Linked DNA regions of Columba livia: region 2 is linked to region 1. Evidence: chromatin contacts called from public Hi-C data. All regions are on one chromosome and are shown on one strand. The core of a region is the stretch at or near the end of the contact, and the rest is flanking DNA. Distances in the headings are between cores, read along the strand shown.

The links. Hi-C and Micro-C count contacts between places; a contact is called where the count stands out from the background.
Region 2: a contact with region 1 is called in a Hi-C map of crop, with 2.4 times the contacts expected there. The contact joins the promoter of PIGC here to the enhancer-like site in region 1. A contact is called at or near these places in 2 of 2 Hi-C or Micro-C datasets (crop and liver).

Annotation. Positions count from the first base shown.
Region 1 is chr8:15,893,668-15,898,404 of bColLiv1.pat.W.v2, forward strand. It overlaps DNM3 (dynamin 3), which reads left to right. Exons shown (of 21, transcript XM_065072198.1): 10 at 537-675; 11 at 2,443-2,529. Among named protein-coding and RNA genes, the nearest start is that of DNM3, 42 kb to the left of the region's middle. Within about 2 kb of position 2,299, at least 2 of the 3 cell types and tissues checked have an H3K27ac peak away from gene starts, as active enhancers do.
Region 2 is chr8:16,036,455-16,041,191 of bColLiv1.pat.W.v2, forward strand. PIGC (phosphatidylinositol glycan anchor biosynthesis class C) reads right to left here and starts at 2,002. Exons shown (of 1, transcript XM_005498843.3): 1 at 911-2,002. The coding sequence starts at 1,902. The coding sequence ends at 1,024. All of the region lies in intron 2 of LOC110362707 (a long non-coding RNA gene), which reads left to right.

The DNA of each region.
Region 1 (4,737 bases), core at 1,049-3,548:
AGCAATGCTTGAAAGAGAAGTAAGGCTGATTTGTTTAGATCTGGTTCTGTGAGTTATCTGTTATATAGGTTTATATACCGTGCAGTGACCAACTATGAAGTTCTCCATATAAGACTCTGAGTACAGGACCATGTTTACTGTTGTGAGAGTGAAGTACAGCTATATGATTCTTACAAGTTTGCTGTGCAAATAATTGTGTGTGGAGTGCTGCAGCTGCCATTCATCTCTTCTCTAAGGTTTGATGCACTGCTGAAGAGGCTTTACTGCATTATATTGGTACTCTTTAGAGTTCTTGCAGTCATTTTCAAGTAGTAGGGCATGTTTCTATTTTTGTATTCTTACTCACAATTACACTTTGTTTTTTCAAGGGAAAGGAGCAAATTTAGTTCTGTTGAAGGCTGTTTTTGTTAGAGATGTTATTGCTCAGCTGTAAGCCTCTGAAACTGAAGATAGGCAATTCAGTAAAAAAAAAAAAAAAAAAGTCTTCCTTGCATGATTCTTTTTTTACCATCTTACATATTCTTTTATCTCCACAGAACAGGTTTATTTACTCCTGATATGGCATTTGAAGCCATTGTTAAAAAACAGATAGTCAAACTGAAAGGACCTTGCTTAAAAAGTGTGGATCTTGTGATGCAGGAGTTAATCAACACTGTCAAGAAGTGCACTAAAAAGGTAACTTGCAATTAGATCTGGTAACATAAGTAGAACATAAATATATAGTAGATAATACAAAACCTGTCTTGCATTTTACATTATTTATATTATTATAAGAGATTTCTGATCTAGTATGTACAGAGTAAGACACTCTAAAGGAACTGCAACTTTTGCAAAAGTCTAACCAGTGTAATGCTGAAAATGTTTGTTGGTTTTGATTCCTATGTTTTGAATATATATGCACCTCATGATTGGAGTTATGTTAAGAGTTGCTCCCAGTTTCCATGTTTTCATTAGTACTGGAAATGGAATATAGGCAGCAATTCTGCAGATACGTAAATCAGGAAAAAGTACTTGAAAGTTTTCTCTTGCAATGCTAATAAGAGGAAGAAACAGTGAAACCTTTATAGCGCAAAGGCCTCAAATGTGTTCAGAGACATCTATCTAAGAGAGAAAAATACTCTTTGTATATTGAAACTTTACTGGGTAGCACCGCAGTTCTTTGTGATGTAATGGGATCGCAACTTCTCCTGTGCTTTTTTCATGCACAACTCTGAAACTTCTGATCTCCAGCTGTCAGGAGGTGAGAAGTGGACATGTAGGAGTACTTCACCGCCCTTGTATTTGTATATCCTGACTCACCATCTTGAGAGGTGTTTAAAAGATGCATAGATGAGGCTCTCACAACATGGTTTAGAGGTGGACTTGACAGTATTCAGTTAATGGTTGGACTTGGTGATCCAACCAAAATGATACTGTGATCATTGCATTAGTGTTGACAAATGAGCTTTCTGCACAAAAATGTCGAACGTTTAATGGGAAAGAAGTCCTGAGTGTAGAATCTCCTGGTGTGAAAGCTGTATGCATCAATTAAGCTTTAACTCAAGATCCTGCAAATATAAAAATTAATACAGAGGTTCATAAAAACTAAATGTAGCATTATTATGAGTATTTGGGAATGGTTTTCCTGAAATGTGTGCTTTCCTACTGTGTTAGAGTGCAGAGTATGTTAATAGTAGCAAGTACAGGAGCAGTTCTGGGATGTGAGCAGAGGTATGCTGAAGTTGTTGAGAAATATCCTGTCACAAGCTTTGCATTTGTCTGAATAATGCAATTTTTTTTAGTATTATTTTTTTTTAAATACAAATGCGCAGGTAAAGGAGCTATTGTTTTAAAAACAGAAAGGGGTTACAGTGTTTTGACAAAGATCATCGAGAGGTGCATTCACTGCAATATTTTGAGCAGAGTTTTCAGGTTTTTTCACTTTTGTCAATGTTTGGAAGATACGTAACTTGAATTAGTTGTGCGAATTCTTTTCCCAGCGCTATTGGCAAAATTTAGTGCTGTGTTTTGCTGTTCACATTTTTAAGTATTGTTACTGAGATGTCAAGATGTTGCCACAAGGTGGAGCCTTCAAAGAACAAGAATCTTGGAAATTATTTAAAGCATCACTCTGCCATTAGGCACAGCAGAAGAGAGAGACACAGAGAAACCTCACCCCAAGGCTGATAAGCTCTGGTTCACATGTCAGAAGTGTCTTTCCTCCGTGTTCCACAGGGAACAAATCCAACAACACCACCACAGAAACAATCCAACGGTTAGGTCTCTCCAGCTTCTATGGAAAATGACCATTAAAAGCAAGTGACATTTGCTTTGTAGTGTAGTTTACTTTTAGCCCAAGCATTCATAATAATAGCTCTCCTCCAAAGGGGAAAGCTGGAGATTCCTTTATTTTCTACTGCAGTCACTCTATGGGTGTAAATTTCTATTTGCTTTACTTTTCAGTTGGCAACATATCCAAGGTTGTGTGAGGAAACAGAAAGAATTGTTGCCAGCTACATTCGTGAAAGAGAAGAGAAGACCAAGGATCAGGTGAGAATAAATAGGAGACCTAGCAGTCTGGAGAGATGTGTGGATGCAGAGGAGGAAAGTTCTTATGTACAAAGTATAGGAAGAAAATGAAAGATTTTGTTTACTATTATTATTATTTTATTATTTTTCAGCTGTCTGCACACTTTTAGAAGGGGAGAGAGAGAAATAATTGTTCTACCATTGAACTTTGACAAAGGAAACTGGAAGTGTTAGAGAAAATACTAATCTGGTCTCTCAAGATTAGGATTGGTGGCTTAAAGTAGCATTGCTCCTGTACCACAACAGCTGTTTGTGAAAAATGGATTCATTATTAAACTAACAACACACACACAGAAATACCCAACCTTTTTTCTACTTTGTTTCCAGGGTGTTTTTTTAACATACCAATCCCATGTCCTAATTACAGTGAGGCCCACAAGCAGTTGTACCAGGACTCTTGCAGGAGTGACAAGCTTTGTAGTGGATGTGTGAGCTCCAGCAAGCATTGGCTGCTGAAGTTCTGTGTTGCTAAACAATAGCATCAGCACGCGGGCTGAGCCATGCAACTTGGCCCTGTCTGTCTCTGAGCCTGTTAACAGACTTGCTGAGGTGTGTAGTGTAGAACCACTGGGACTGACCTGAGGGCTATTGTATGCTTTCAAAGGCAGTGTCTCAAATCTGAAAATTAATATAAAGTAATTTCTCCTTTGGATTCTAAAGTGAACAAGAAAAAGATTCCTCCTGTGGCTGTTCTTAGAAGGCAGGGACTGCTATAAAGTTAATAATTTTGGGTTGTGGTTTTTTAAACTTGGAATTTCAAGAGTTTGTTAACCAGCACCATTCCATGGATGTACTGCTTTTCTGACCCTTTCTTTCCCTGAAGTTAAAAAAAAAATAAATATCTTAAGAGAAACTTACTTAGAACATACATCAACCAGCTCAGCAGTCCAAATCCAGGAAACTTCAAAGCTTAGATTACATCTGAAAAAATCCACTGGAAGTGGAAACAGGAATTATTGTCTGGAGAGTGCAGAGTGTGACAACAGAAATATTTGGGGAAGGAGGGCTAGGCAGAACTCCTTAGTTCTAGACTCCTGGCTCTCTAGTCATGTCCCTGTGTGAGCTCGGGAGCTGTGCAGCGTGTCCTGTGCTGTGAATGTAGTCTTAAAAATAATTCTTAAAAAATTGTATTTTCTGGGCTTGTACTTGCAGAGTGTTCTAGTTAGCACACTCAGTTATTTCAAAATTTGGAAGAAGATACAAGTCACTTAAAATAATTGAGTCCTTTTTCTTATTATTCTATTCCTCATTATGTGCACATAGCTGGCAATTTCTCAGAACAAAGTACAAAATACCAGCTTTCTGTAAATGCCAAGAACTGTTCAAATAGGTTATTGTCACATATTCACATAATTATTTATGCTGTTAGCAGTTATCATGAATAAACGAAAACATTAGTGAGGATATTTACAGAGGTAAGAGCTAGACCCAAATCCTCACTATTTTTTTTCTCTGAGTGAGGCACTTAATATCTTCTGGAAATTGTGAAGAATTTGGCAGTGATGCTGTGTTTAAGGAGCTGTACAGTAATAACTCTGTATATTTTGAGGAGATTAAGTTCTACTATTTGGTAGCGATAGGTTTCTTCCTTGCTCCCTGCTAATGGAAGTCTGAGAAGATGGATGGAAAGTGCAGTGTCATGTGTGTTCAAGAAGCTGTTCAAGGGTGAACATGAGCTTTCTCTAGTGTCTTAGCAAATTCTTTGCCAAGTTACATTATCAAGTTTGAATCAAGTTCCATCTCTGGGCTATTGGAGGCCTGGCGAGTGCTAAGTACAGAGACCATTCATTCTGTTATTTCATTGACTAGCTTATCTTGCAAGCCAGATGTGTGCACCAGAATGGCTGGCTAGTACCCAGACTGTACATTTTTTGGGACAGGGCTTGCTTACCTATCATTTCTTTGTGGAGTGCCTAACAAAAATTTAGGTTCCCTGATTTTAGGTTTAAGGTTTGGGTTCCTTGCTGGCTTGGCTGGAATGCTACAAATAGACAGAACTTTGCTAAAATTGCAAAACGTAGAGCTAGAATGTTATTAAATGCTCTCTGGCTATGTATGATTGAAATTAATAAAGTGGACAAGGGCCAAGATAGTGGGAAAAATGAGATCTGTCAGGAAAAAAATAGGAAAAGGTAATGGCTCTTCTGTAGTGTAGCTTATTAAACAAGC
Region 2 (4,737 bases), core at 752-3,251, 140 kb after region 1:
AAAGTTTCATAAAAACCCAGGTAACGCAAAATGCATCCCTTCTGGTGGGTTCTGCTCCCTGGGACAGCCAGAGCAGCGCCGGGATGCAGCAGGATGATCCCAAATGGGAGCAGGGGAAGGGAAGGCACCGGGGAAGCCCTGCTGGCACATGGCCAGCTCGTCCTGGCCTCCAGCGAGACTTGTTTGCCATGAGCGCCCTCTGTCTGTCTGGTGCCGGACAGACAGCTGCTGGACAGACATCCACCAGACAGGACCTTGCTGTGCCTCGCCACTGTCACGGTAGCTGGGCATCTCCCCAGCGGTGGGTGTGCTCACTGGGGTCCTGTGGGTCTGGCCCTGTAGCGAGGCCAGATCCACCCCTGGGAAGGGGCTGGAGAGGGGAGGAAGGTGTCTTGCCTCCTCAGCCCACTTCTCCTAAAGGATTTAGGGTAACATGGTGCCTGGCAGCATCGTGAGGCTATTCTGGCATCAGCGACTGGTGGGGTGCAGGTAAGCAGGGTGAGCACCGCACCTGTCCCAGGTGCCCTCATGCTCGGTCCAGCAACACCCACCGCCCTGCACAGTCACCCTGCCCGCACCCACCCTCCCACAGCCCTTGTCCCCTGCAGCCCTCCCGGGGAGGTGCTGTCAGTCCCCATCGCACACATGGAGGTCCCTGGGCCCGAGGGACCTCCGTGGGCACGTGGAGTACGCCTGTGTGTGTTTCCAAGTAGCACTTCTGCTCAGGGGATGCACCCCCTGTACCCCACCCCCAAATGCAGGCATTGGTCTGCGTGGTCAGAGCACACACTGTCCCACTGGCCTGCACCCCAAGCTGCTGCATGGGCCAGCCGCTCTGTGGGGTTCAGCTCCTTCCTTGGCCAAAACTAAGCAGTTCACGTGTGGAAATAGATGCTGAGGGTAACGCAAATGTGGTCCTTGCTGCTGTGCGAGAGGTTTATTGGGCTGATATCCTCTCCCCAGAGCTGTCCCCCAGAAAAGACCTTTGCACTGCTTACAGCAGAATGTCCCCCCCAGCCAGGCCTACATGAGGAACCTGGAGAGGTCCTCTTTGATTTCAGCCTCATCCCACGGCCCATGGATGTTGTCCTTGAGCAGCTGAAGGCGGATGAGGCAGTAAGGGCACAGGCAGGAGATGGCGAGCAGCAGCAATGTGAAGAGCACGGCACCCACGCTGGAGACGGTGGCCAGCCCCACCAGCGCCACCAGTGTGAAGAGCAGAGTCACCCCCACATAGCATTGGGGTGTCTGGGCTTTCAGCTTCTTCTGCAGCATGGGCCAAAGAGCAAAGATCTGCATGGCAAAAGTGACCATGACGAAGGCGTGGAGGGAGCGAGGCAGGCGGGAGGCCAGGCACACTGAGGCAAAAATGGCCATGTTGAGGGACAGCGTGCTGGAGACAATGGCTGCGTTGGCGCCATAGTCAAAGAAGATGAGGTGACCAAGGAGCATGAGGGATGACATGGCGTAGATGGTGTCTGTGCTGATGGACTCTGTCAGCGTCTTCAGCACCGGTGAGAAGCCGTAGGTGAAGGCGGTGAACACCAGCGTGCTCTTCAGGTCAGCCCACCGCGTCCGCCCACTCTCCCGCCGCCCGGCCCCCCCGTCCACGGCGTCGAAGAGGATGTAGCCAAGCAGGGAGGTGACCAGGGCCGCCCCGAAAAGCCCCTGCGGGCTCAGCATCCCGGCGTCCATGTACCACCAGGTGACGACGAAGATGCAGACGCTGCACAGCTGCTGCACCACCGCTCCCGACTGGAAGACAACGGCCCAGTACCGGTACCGCCGCGCGTGCACGTTCTTCCGCAGCTCTTCCAGGAACCGCTGGTCCACGTAGTTATCGGGGAAGGGCTGCCGCTCGTACAGCACCTTCTGCCACCGCCGCCCGAGGACCGGCTCCATCTCCCGGGCCGGGGGTTGCTCCGCCGCCGCACACGCACCCGCGGCCCCAGCGCCGCCGCCTCGGCCGGGCCCCGGTGCCGGCGCAAGGGACGCCGGGGCGCTCGGGGCTGCCACCTGCCGACGATCGGCCGCTGTTCACCCCGGAACCGGCGGATGGAGAGCGGGTTTGCGCTGCGGGGGGGTCTCGCAGCACCTCCGGGGGCCCTGCAGCGGGACGCGGGCGGGACGGAGCAGGCAGAAGCTGGTGGAAGCGAGGGGTTGAGGAGGGGCAGCAGTGCTAGGCACCGTCAGGCCTGCTAGGGCTGCCCCCTCCCCTGTCCCTGCAACCAGGCTGTTCCTCTTGGGCGGCTGAGGGCAGACCCCAGCTCCATGCCAGGGTCTGGCCAACCTGGGTGCCACAGCCCCTACCCTGCAGTCAGACTTGTGCACGGAGGTGCTGCTGGGGCTGCCTCGTTTCTCCCAAAAACGTCTGGGCTGGCAGCTGCAGGAGATACTGCCAGCCCCACAGGAAGGAGGGATGCTCCCGCTGTGGGATGCGGGTCCTGCCGTGGTCTGGGCAGCAGCTGTCCCCACACACCGTGGTGAAGGGTCCTCCTGGGGGACCCTCCTGCAGCCCCAATGTGCCACCCTTAAGTGGCCATCCAGAAGGGCACAGCAGGTCAGTGGGATTTGGTCTGTTCTTCTCTGTGCTTGGACATCCCTATGTGTGTCCAGCCTCGCTGCTTGGCAGGTGACACCAGCCTGTGTCACAAGCCCCTCTCCCTGTCCTGGCCCAGTGAGGCACCTGCTTTTCTGGTCAAATCAGGCTCCAGCACCCATGTCGAGGAATGTGGGTGCGATGCTGCAAGCACCGCTCACCTTTCAGGGATGAGGAGAGGGTTCACAGAGGCAAGAGATGTTTTCCCTTAGTGTGTGGGTTTTTGTGCTCAGGTCAGAGCCTTCCCAGCCGCAGAGAGGTGCTTGCTGCGGAGGAGCTGCTTACTTTGGCCTCACCCGAGAGGCCTCAGCCTGGGGCAGAGCAGCCCCGAACACTGCCCTGTTTGTGCTTCAGGAAGGGGCGTTTGTGGGTGTCCTGTCACAGTGGGAGCTGGCGAAAGAGTTGACAGTTGTTTCCCCACCCCAGCTCTCACATGTTTCCCTTCACATCAACAGGAACCAGCCAGTGCCTCCAAGCAGGACCTCACCTCCTCCAGATGTGTGCAGAGCAACAGGTCTCCTCCACACTGCTAGTGTGCCTTCAGGGGACCTTGGGCTGAGACACTTCATGGTGACATCTAAAAAGTGCCACCTCCCAGCTCCGTATCATAGCACTTGCTCTGCAGGGCAGGAATGGCTGGCCACCGTATGCAGGTGCCCCGCGCCAAGGGGCGAAGCTGGCAGCCTCCATGCCAGGATGGAGCTGGGCTCAGTTTTTGCTGCTCTACCTAAGAGTCCCCATCCCCACACTTTGCACAGGGCCATGCGTGTTCCTCCGCGCACACCAGCTGCTGCCCACAGGGACAGGGAGTGCTGCCAGCTCCCATGATTGCTGGCATTGCCTTGAAGCCCAGGGCCTGGGAACTTGAATTTGTATAATAAATGGAGTCATTCTCCCAAAGTCACAGAGTGAAGCTGGGGTGCACAAGAGAAATGCTCAGAGGGCAGCACTCCCCTCCTGCTCCCCTGAGAAGTGACATGGCCACGGCAGTGGAAGGACACCATGTCCCATGGGCAGGGCAGTGCTCCGCTCTCACTACAATTGTACATAACCGTGGTGCACAATGCTGCCTTGATGTGGTCACGTCCATATGGAAACCCCTGTGGGACGCCCATCCACTGAATGAGGGGATCACCATGGCGCTGGCTCTGCACACTCAGCAGTGCGGAGACCCACAGGGCCAGGCGCCCATTTGCTGCTTGGGAGACCCAAACAGGCTTCAGCATGAAGCAGCTGACACTGGGGTTGATGCTGTGTCCCAGCAGGAGAGGACAGCGTGAGCTCCGCGAACCTACTGCCCACGGTCCAAAGGGCAGCTCAGCCCTGTGCAGCTGGCCCAGACTTTGTCTGCAGGAGAATGACTCACCTGCTTGCACTACAGTCCCAGCAGGACCTGGCACGGGACTGGCCACGTCACCGTCCGTCCCTGCCAGTCAGAGGGGAACGTGTGCCATGGAGTCAACCTTCAGCCCTCCTGGGGCCACGTGGCCGGTGGGGCTCTCTTGGTGGGGATGAGCAGTAGCTAAGGTCGAGGATGCAAAAGCTCTTTGTGATTGTCTTAATTCCTGCACTAGATTCCATGGAACAATGCCTCCCTTACCTCACGATTAGGTGTCTCCAAGTGCCACCGGCCTCTGAAGAGGTTGTAGGGTGGCGAGTGCTGTGAGACCCTCTGCTGAAATGCAGAAATGAGGAGCTGGACCCCATGGCACTACAAATCCCATATAGGTGGAGGACCTGTTGGCTTGGATGTCCCCTCCTGTTTGCAAAGGGACGCCACTGTGGGTTTGTTTAGTTTCTGCTGTTCTCTGAATGCTTAAATAAGCTGCTAAAGCTGTTCGGAAGGAAGGCTGGAAAAGGTGACAGGCTGGGACTGAAATAGCTTTGACTGATCTAGGCCTTCTCTAGAGATATTTGAATATCAAATTATGGAGGGCACTGCACCCCCACTGCTGGCTTGGGGCTGCCTCCAGATGTGTCTGCTTGTCCTCGGGGTGGGATCGTCACTTGTTGTCTTCAAAATAACTGAAAAGCACACCCTGCTTAGGGTTCGAGTTTGCCTAAGGCTGCATGGACGAGGGCAGATCCTGCACCTCCCCGTGTCCCTCAGCTGGGGCTTTTCCCCTGCATCCCACCCA